3 separate regions of the Mus musculus genome follow, and regions 2 and 3 are each linked to region 1. A link is a contact called in public HiChIP or PLAC-seq data. All regions are on one chromosome and are shown on one strand. Each heading gives the region's core, a stretch centred on a gene start, on an enhancer-like site or on the middle of the called end of the contact. The rest is flanking DNA. Distances are from core to core; before and after follow the strand shown. Region 1 overlaps Plxdc1 (plexin domain containing 1). Region 2 holds the start of Cdk12 (cyclin-dependent kinase 12). Region 3 holds the start of Cwc25 (CWC25 spliceosome-associated protein).

Region 1 (2,665 bases), core at 119-2,618:
ACCCACATCATGGCTCACAATCGTCTATAACTCCAGTTCCAGGAGATCTGCTAACCTCTCCTGGCCTCTTTTGGCACTGTGCACACACCTGGTACCCAGACATATATGCAAGCAAAACACTCACACACGTGAAGGAAGTAAACCTTATGTTGTTGGTTGTAAGCCTATCCTCTAACAGCTGAGCCATCTCATCTTCAGCCCAGAAGTACGTACATCTTAATGAAAGAAAACTTGAAGAAGCCAGATCAGATAGCTCAGAGTGTGGGCTAGCCTCTTAAGGGATTGAGCACTTACTGAGCAGCCAATTACTCCACTCTCGCCCCAGACAGGGTCTCATGTAGCCCAGGCTAGCCTCAAACTCACTGTAGTTGAGGATGGCTGTAGTTCTGGGACTTCAGGGATTTGTACCAGGCCTTTTTGGATCATGGAAAAAAAAATTTTAGGGACCGAAGACACCAAGGCCCTGAGGCAGACAAGTGTTGATGATTTCCAGAACAGAGAGACACCCAGTAAAGAGGGAGAAAAAGGGGGGTGCAGGAGTGGGGGTGGGCACAGGATCAGACCACTGCCATCTAAAGTTTGTTTAGGTGACAGGCGTCAGAGACTTAAGAGCCATCCTTCCAACGTGTCATCAAAAACCTAGGCCCCACCCAGCTCTGTACCCTTCCATCCTTAGGATGTGGTACCTGCCCTTAAACTTACAATGTGGTTTTTGGAGCTCCAGCTATCAGGTCTGCATGCCAGACTGGAGGAGGAGGAAGAAGAGGAGGAGGAGGAGGAGGAAGAGGAGGAGGAGGAGGAGGAAGAGGAGGAGGAGGAGGAGGAAGAGGAGGAGGAGGAAGAGGAGGAGGAGGAGGAGGAGGAGGAGGAGGAAAAAGCTAACAGGGACAAGCAGTTAAATTGGATTTCTTCCCAAAGACCCCATTAAAATCTCCATAGCCAGTTGTTTGTTTTCTGTTGTGCTGTTGTATGCTGGACATATTGCTTACTCTGATGCTCCGTTAGTGACAAGGAATCTGGAATGCACGTTGTCTAGGCAACGCCAGGCTCTGGCCCACAGGGCCTAGCACACTGTGGTAAGAGGTCCAACATTCATTCTCTCTAACTGAGCGCCAGGGTGTCCTAAGCAGGGGAGTGACAGGGAGGGAGGCAAACAACTCCAGGCTGCCCCCACGGAACCACAGCAGCTTACAGCTGAGGGTACCTGAATTCATTTTCTGCTGTAAGACATTTATTCTCTCCCGGGCCTAGAGTCTGAAGCCACTCTCCTTCTGGAGGCCCTGGGAAGAGCCACTCCTGCCAGCCTCTTAGCTCCTGGCGACTCCTGGGCATCCCTGGCCCTCCTTGGCCTAAGGACATCAGTCCAGTCTCTGCCTCTGCGATCACATGACTTCCTGGGTCTCATTTCCTCTGTCTGGCTCTTGCCCTCCAGAGATAAAGATAGCATCTGGGCTGTGGTGGTGATGCCTTTATTCGAAGCAGGCAAGTGGATCTCTGAGTTTGAGGTTAGCCTGGTCTACTGAGTGAGTTTCAGGATAGCCAGGGTCACACAGAGAGACCATGTCGTCAACAACAACAACAACAGAGACAGCAGCCATTGAATCAAACTTCTCTAATCCAGGGTGACCTTGACTCTACTTACTTGAAGAGACTCTGTTTCTAGGAAGGTCACCTTTGTGGATGCTGGAGAATGGGATTGGACACACCTTTAGGGAGGCTGAGCTTAAAGCCACCGCAGCATGCCCAAGGAATGGAATGTCCTTCCCACTCCTCCCCTTCAGAGCCAGCCAGGCCTTCAGCCTGAGTTTTGATGAGGCAGGTTTATTTTCAAATTCGCAACCCATTCCTCACTGGTCTCTTAGTCATAAGAGGGCATATTGTGCCTCAAATGCAGTTTGTTGGAATTTCTTCTGTTGCTGGGCAACAAACCCTGCACCTTGCATGTGCTCTCACGCTGAGCTGGGTCCCAAGCTGGGCTTTCACTTGCTTTGTGTTTGCTTATTTATTTATTATTCCTTGTATTTTGAGGCAGAGGCTCAACAAGTTACCTGGGTTGTCCCAGACTCTATGTAGCTCTGGCTGGCCTTGAACTCGTGAGCCTCCTGTCTTAGCCTTCCAAGTCCCTGGGATTAGAAACACGTGCCACCTGACGCCCACACACTTGTTGAGCACTGATCAGGTGAGGGAGAACCTTGGTCCAAAGGTACAGAGGTGACTCCCTTGTTTCTGCATGTCAGGGGCTGACGTTGAAGCAGGAGCAGTCATCTAAGGCTGCATGGTTGCACATGCCTGAAATCCTAAGCACTTGAGAGGTAGAAGCAGGAGAATTGGGAGTTCAAGACCAGTCTTGGCTACGTAGCAAGTTCTAGGCCAACCTCAGCAAGTTCTAGGCCAACCTCAGCTACTCGATTGAGACCCTGTGTTAAAATCAACCTGTATAGTAGTGGCGCACGCCTTCAATCCCAGCCCTTGGGAGGCAGAGGCAGGATCTCTGTGAGTTTGAGGCCAGTCTGGTCTACAGAAGCTAGCCAGGGCTACACAGAGAAACCCTGTCTCAAAAGCAAACCAAAATGAAACCAACAAGTTGGGGTGAGGGGAGTGGGGGCTGATTTTCTTTTTTTTTTTCAAAATTTTAAGCTCTATTTTTTTAAAGATTTATTGTCTT
Region 2 (2,665 bases), core at 58-2,557, 240 kb before region 1:
TTACTGCAAAGTACCTTACCTACCTTGCTTGAATAGTTGGAGGCACTTGGAATGTTTACTTCTCAATTGGGCGAGGGGAAAGCCAAACTTACCTAAATGACTTGTCAAAGAAGAACACTGAAAGCTTTAACAAAATGTTAAAGACTCATTTTCAATTCCTCCCAACCGACCCTACCTTAGGAAGGACAGACAACAGCTCACCTGGGGAGTGGACTCCGACTCAGAGACCTCTTGCTCAGGAAAGGGCTGCTTGATCGCCTTCGGCCATAGGGGCTGGGTGATCTCCCGCTGTAAGAGCCGCTCCTTTCATAGCTGGAGGACCGTCTCCGGCTATAGGGACTCACAGACCTCTGTCGTCGGCTGTAAGGACTGGGTGACCGAGTGCTGGACTGGTAAGCAGAAGGCTCTTTGTAAGGTGGGCTGATTGACTGCCTTCTTGAGGTACTTCCAGGACTCTTCTTGTAGGAGTCATAGTTGCTAGAAGTGTGAGACCTTGGGGGGCTAAGATCGTAGTCTTGGCCATAAGAAGCTCCGGAAGGGCTGTCATCTTGCTTGGAACTGTCAGACCATTTCCTATGGGGACTCCTGGATCTCCGTTTAGGGCTAGCCACGGTTTTGTAACTTTTGGGTGTTTCCCTTTTCCGATGACTTTTACTCCGGTCCTTGTATCCAGACTTTAACTCTCGCTCTTTGCGGGTCTTCTCCTTGTGCATTTTGGACGACCTGGATTCCTTGCTGCCGCTTTTGGATAGCTGGGCCTTCCCATAATCATCACTCCCCTCCACGGACCGTTTGGAACTGCCCGATACCCGGTCCTTCATAGATCCAGATTTGGAGACTTCCTGATTTTTTTCCTTTTCCGTCTGTTTAGTTTTTAGCAAGTCTCGGGACCGCCGGTGCTGGTGGTGACGATGTCGGTGCAGGCGATCGCTCCGATCCGTTCCCCGACGTTCCTCGTTCTCCCTCCGGTCTGATTTGAAGGCCGTGTCATCGGAGAAGGTGTCTGAATCAGAGCTGATGTCATCGTACTCCACCAGTGGTTTGATTATGGTACCCAAAGATGCCGCTTCGGGGGTCACCAGCCCCACGTCTTTGGAGTGCTTGGACTTATGCCGCTTGTGCTTCGACACCAAGCGGTGACGCTCCCTGCTGTTGGAGCTGCCACCTCCCGATGACGGCTGCGAAGTTCCAGAAGCTCCTCCGCTCCCGTCCTTCTTGCCCCCATGTCTCTCGGAATTGGGCATTCCCTTTCCCCGGGCCTGAAGCAGGGGAAAAAGTTCCCCGGCGCTCCAAAAAGCCCCACCCTCCCCCCCAGCCCCGACTCCACGCCCCCCGAAGAGCCCCTAGACGGGGGTGGGGAGGGCAGGGACCGCAGGCGAGGCTCCTCCTCCCTCTCGCCGCCTCAGCGCCCTCCTACATGAGGTGGGGGGTGAAGGAGAGAGGGAAGAAACCAAGAGTTCCTCGGCACGGGAGGAGCGCGACGCCGGGAGCTGCTCGAGTCCGCCCCTCACGGCCGCCCACCCCCGCCGAGCCGATATTCGGGCCCGCGAGCCCTGGCGCTCAAGGAAGTAGGAAGGCGTCCGCCGGAGCCTGTGGGGCCGACGGCGGCTCTGGAGCCCCGGGAGGACTACGCAGGCCCTTCCCCTACCCGGTCGCCCGGCTCGGGGCGGCTGGCTTCCTGTCGCCAGGCCTCCGCGGCCTAGGTTGCCTCAGCTCCCCCCCTTTGTCCCTCGTGCCTGAGGGAGCCCCCTTCGCTAGCCTCCGCCTCACACCGACACCTCACAGCCACATCTCACTCCCTCGCCCAGACTCACTCACACACTAGATTAAACCGAAACGGCACTAGAGGGGGAGGGGGAGGGGCGAATGCCGCAAGTATCGCGAGACTCCGCTGGACTCCCGCGATACTTGGCGCTTCCCTTTTCACCTCGACACATTCCTTCACCAGAAAACGCGAGAACGGGACCCAAGCCGCAAACGCAGCCCGTTAGATTCTCGCGATACTTTTCCAACTCCCCCTTTTGGGGGGCTTTATAGGAGCGGAAGTTGCGGAGATTACCTTTAAAATTTAAACCTAAATGGTAATTCTTTGATTAAATATCCCCAGGTTCCGGTGGGGATGGGTCTTAGCACAGCTTGTAAGAAGTCTTTTGATTTAATAGGGTTTAAAAAAAAAAAAAAAAACAAGGGACAAGTGAACATTGGGGACATTACAGCGCAAGTTTGAATATTGGGGATTCTGGTAGGGCTTGGGTTTCTGAGACAGGGTTTCTCTGAGTAGCCTTGGCTGTCCTGGAACTCACTCTGTAGACCAGGCTGGCCTCGAACTCAGAAATCCGCCTGCCTCTGCCTCCGGAGTGCTGCGATTAAGGGCATGGAGCACGCACCACCACCGCCCTGCTTTAAGTCTGAATGTGCAAACAACGCTTGGTACTGCGGAATTTGCTGAGTTTAGGCGTTTTGCATTCATTTTCTCTGCCCTCACACCCATGGGACACTGTCCTCATTGCGAATTTACAGGCAAGGACTCCCGGATTCAGGGGGGCTAGTCAGTAGAAAGGTTAGAGTGCCAAAGTTGGGGGAAATGTCAGGATGTCTTACAGCACGTTCTTAGTAACCCAGGCTGGACTCCCAGTTGTGGCTATTCAGCCTCAGCCGTTTCTCG
Region 3 (2,665 bases), core at 97-2,596, 190 kb after region 1:
TTTGTAGACCAAGCTGGCCTCAAACTCAGAAATCCACCTGCCTCTGCCTCCCGAGTGCTGGAATTAAAGGCATGTGCCACCACGACCAGCTCGGAGCCAGTGTTCTTAATGGCTGAGCCATCACTCCAGTTCTTTAATTCTAACAACTCAAAAATAAAAACACAAGGGCTGGCGAGATGGCTTGGTGGGTAAGACAACTGACTGCTCTTCAAAAGGTCCTGGTGGCCGGGGGTGGGTGTGGGGGGGTGGGTGGTGGCACACGCCTTTAATCCCAGCACTCAGGAGGCAGAGGCAGGCAGATTTCTGAGTTCGAGGCCAGCCTGGTCTACAGAGTGAGTTCCAGGACAGCCAGGGCTACACAGAGAAACCCTGTCTCTGAAAAACCAAAATAAAAAAGGTCCTGGTGACTCACAAACTCATCCATAATGAGAACTGATACCCTCTTCTGTTGTGTCTAAAGACAGCAACAATGTACTTATTTATATATAAATCTTTTCTTCTTCTTCTTCTTTTCTTTTCTTTCTTTCTTTCTTTCTTTCTTTTTTTTTTTTTTTTTTTTGAGACAAGGTTTCTCTGTGTAGCTCTGACTGTCCTTGGAACTCACTCTGTAGACCAGGCTGGCCTTGAACTCAGAAATCTGCCTGCCTCTGCCTCCCAAGTGCTGGGACCAAAGGCGTGTGCCACTACTGACAGGCCCATAAATAAATCTTAAAAAATAAAAATAAAGACACAAGCTGGCTATAGTTTAGCAAGTCTGTAATTCCAGCATTCTGGTGACAGAAGCAAGTGGTATAGATCTGAGTTCAAGGCCAGCCTGATCTACACTGTCCCCAGATAGCCAGGGTTTTACATAGAAAGACACTGTCTAGGAAACAAAAATAAATAAAATAATAAAAATAGGTATTTCCAGACCAGAATGATCTCAAACTTTGTGCCAGAGCTGGCCAGTTTCCATCTACCAAGCGTGGGAGATGACTGGGGGTGTGCCATGACATCTGGCTTTTGGGATTTTGTTTGATAGCATCTATTTCTATAAAACATGCCGGGAATGAGGGAGCTGGCCGAAAAGCTGGTTTGGAAACCCTGGTGTAGCGGTGAGATGGGGAGGCGGCCTAAGTTGGCAGATACTGAGGTCTTACACTGTCTCGCTTCTACGGCAGAGCCCTGATGCGTTGCCAAGGCAACAGAACCCGCCTATGGCTTTTCAACAGTTGGGGCCAGGGGCTTACGTGAGGCAACCAAAAAGAGGCCACCAAAACTGACGGAGGGTAGAAAGTACTTGCGACTCTAGGTTCACGTAGACTTAGCGCTCATACCAAACGTCATCGAGCCGAGACGCTGACGCAGTCATATGACACCACCCCGGAAGTGCGAGCTAGAGCGGGCGGGGAAAAGGGCAGCTGGTTCCTGTAGGGATTAGGTCCCGAGAGGCCGTCTCTGAACTGTTTCCCTAGGTTTCCTCTCTGCCTTCGCTGAATCTTTCAGGTCCACAGACTGAAGAACCGTCTCCACCATCATGGGAGGCGGAGACCTGGTAAGTGCTAGAGGCCTGGGCAGCGACGACTGAGCCCGAGACCCACAGGCGCCGGGGTGGGGTGAAAGTCGGGGGTAGCAGTCGGTAACCCTGGTAATGAAGTCTTGATTTCAGCACAAGGGGGTGATAAACATGGAGAGGGAGCGGATGGTGAAGCCCACAGAGGGACTGAGATGAGCCTCGGGAAGATGTGCGGCGAGGAATGTTTGCTGTTGTCAGGATTTGCTGATTCGGGGGCTTCCCGGGGGCTCCCAGGAAGTCTAAGGTTAGGGAAGGGACAGTTGAACTCATGGTATGGAAGGAGGTAGATCTTGGGCACGTAGACTTTATTTTGTGTATGTTATCTTCGGACATAGCCTCCCCTGCTCCCCCTTTTTTAGCTAGGAGTTCACAGTTGTATCCTGGACCTGGACTGTTGAAAGGGTGGGCTTCAGTCATTTCCCATCCTGAGCTGTGCCGTTTAGAGGCGTCCATTTCAAATCTTTTCCATCTTTGTTTCCTTCCTTACATCAGTGTTTTGCTTTGATGTGTAGTGAGGAGGCAGCTTTCTTCGGTATCGGTAACACTTTTTTTTTTTTTATGTTAAGTGGCAATTGCTCTTAAGTCCTGTAGTTCGTTTGTGGGGAAGGAATGCCTTAAATAAGGCAGAAATATCCAAGAAGCAGAGAGCTAGATTAGGACACTATTGATCTTCTCAAAGTGAAGGTAATTGAATCAATAAGTACATCAGTTTGGGTATCTGTCCACTAAGCTGAATTTGCCGGGTGTCCTTAATTGGATCAAGTTGCAGGGCTCCATCAAAGTTAGTCTAGTTTAGTATGTGCTTCATGTAACTGTCTATTATGGACAGTGCATTAGTTTACTTCTGTAATAAAACCAAGATCAAAAGCAACTGTCGGAGGAGAAGGCTTCTTGCATCTTACAGGTTATAGCCCATCATTAAGGCAGCTCAAGTTGTAACCCAGAGGCAGGAACTGAAGTAGAAACCATGGAGGGATGCTGCTTACTGGCTTGCTTCTCTTGCCTTACTCAGCTTCCCTTGTTTACACAGGTAGACCACCTACCTAGGGATGGCTCCACCCACAGTGGGCTGGGCCTTCCTCTCTCAGGTCATACTCAAGAACACACACT

What was found. HiChIP or PLAC-seq counts read pairs in DNA pulled down with a chosen protein or histone mark.
Region 2: a contact with region 1 is called in an H3K4me3 HiChIP or PLAC-seq map of the SCID.adh cell line, with 10 read pairs. The contact joins the promoter of Cdk12 here to the enhancer-like site in region 1. A contact is called at or near these places in 2 of 39 promoter capture datasets (hematopoietic stem and progenitor cells and pre-B cells), 2 of 115 datasets of contacts at active chromatin or transcription factors (the SCID.adh cell line and large pre-B cells) and 1 of 9 other capture datasets (liver).
Region 3: a contact with region 1 is called in an H3K4me3 HiChIP or PLAC-seq map of the SCID.adh cell line, with 16 read pairs. The contact joins the promoter of Cwc25 here to the enhancer-like site in region 1. A contact is called at or near these places in 3 of 39 promoter capture datasets (the C10 cell line, embryonic stem cells and neural stem cells), 1 of 484 Hi-C or Micro-C datasets (bone marrow-derived macrophages), 5 of 115 datasets of contacts at active chromatin or transcription factors (the SCID.adh cell line, bone marrow-derived macrophages, embryonic stem cells and 1 more) and 4 of 9 other capture datasets (adipose tissue, liver, macrophages and 1 more).

Annotation. Positions count from the first base shown.
Region 1 is chr11:97,957,869-97,960,533 of GRCm38.p6, reverse strand. All of the region lies in intron 2 of Plxdc1 (plexin domain containing 1), which reads left to right. Among named protein-coding and RNA genes, the nearest start is that of Plxdc1, 27 kb to the left of the region's middle. Within about 2 kb of position 1,368, at least 48 of the 459 cell types and tissues checked have an H3K27ac peak or open chromatin away from gene starts, as enhancers often do. A contact at or near this core is called in the SCID.adh cell line, bone marrow-derived macrophages, embryonic stem cells and 1 more, where this site is marked.
Region 2 is chr11:98,201,947-98,204,611 of GRCm38.p6, reverse strand. Cdk12 (cyclin-dependent kinase 12) reads right to left here and starts at 1,307. Exons shown (of 14, transcript NM_001109626.1): 1 at 202-1,307. The coding sequence starts at 1,244. It overlaps Gm38963 (a long non-coding RNA gene), which reads left to right and starts at 1,982. Exons shown (of 4, transcript XR_880193.2): 1 at 1,982-2,081.
Region 3 is chr11:97,765,294-97,767,958 of GRCm38.p6, reverse strand. Cwc25 (CWC25 spliceosome-associated protein) reads left to right here and starts at 1,346. Exons shown (of 10, transcript NM_026186.4): 1 at 1,346-1,534. The coding sequence starts at 1,517.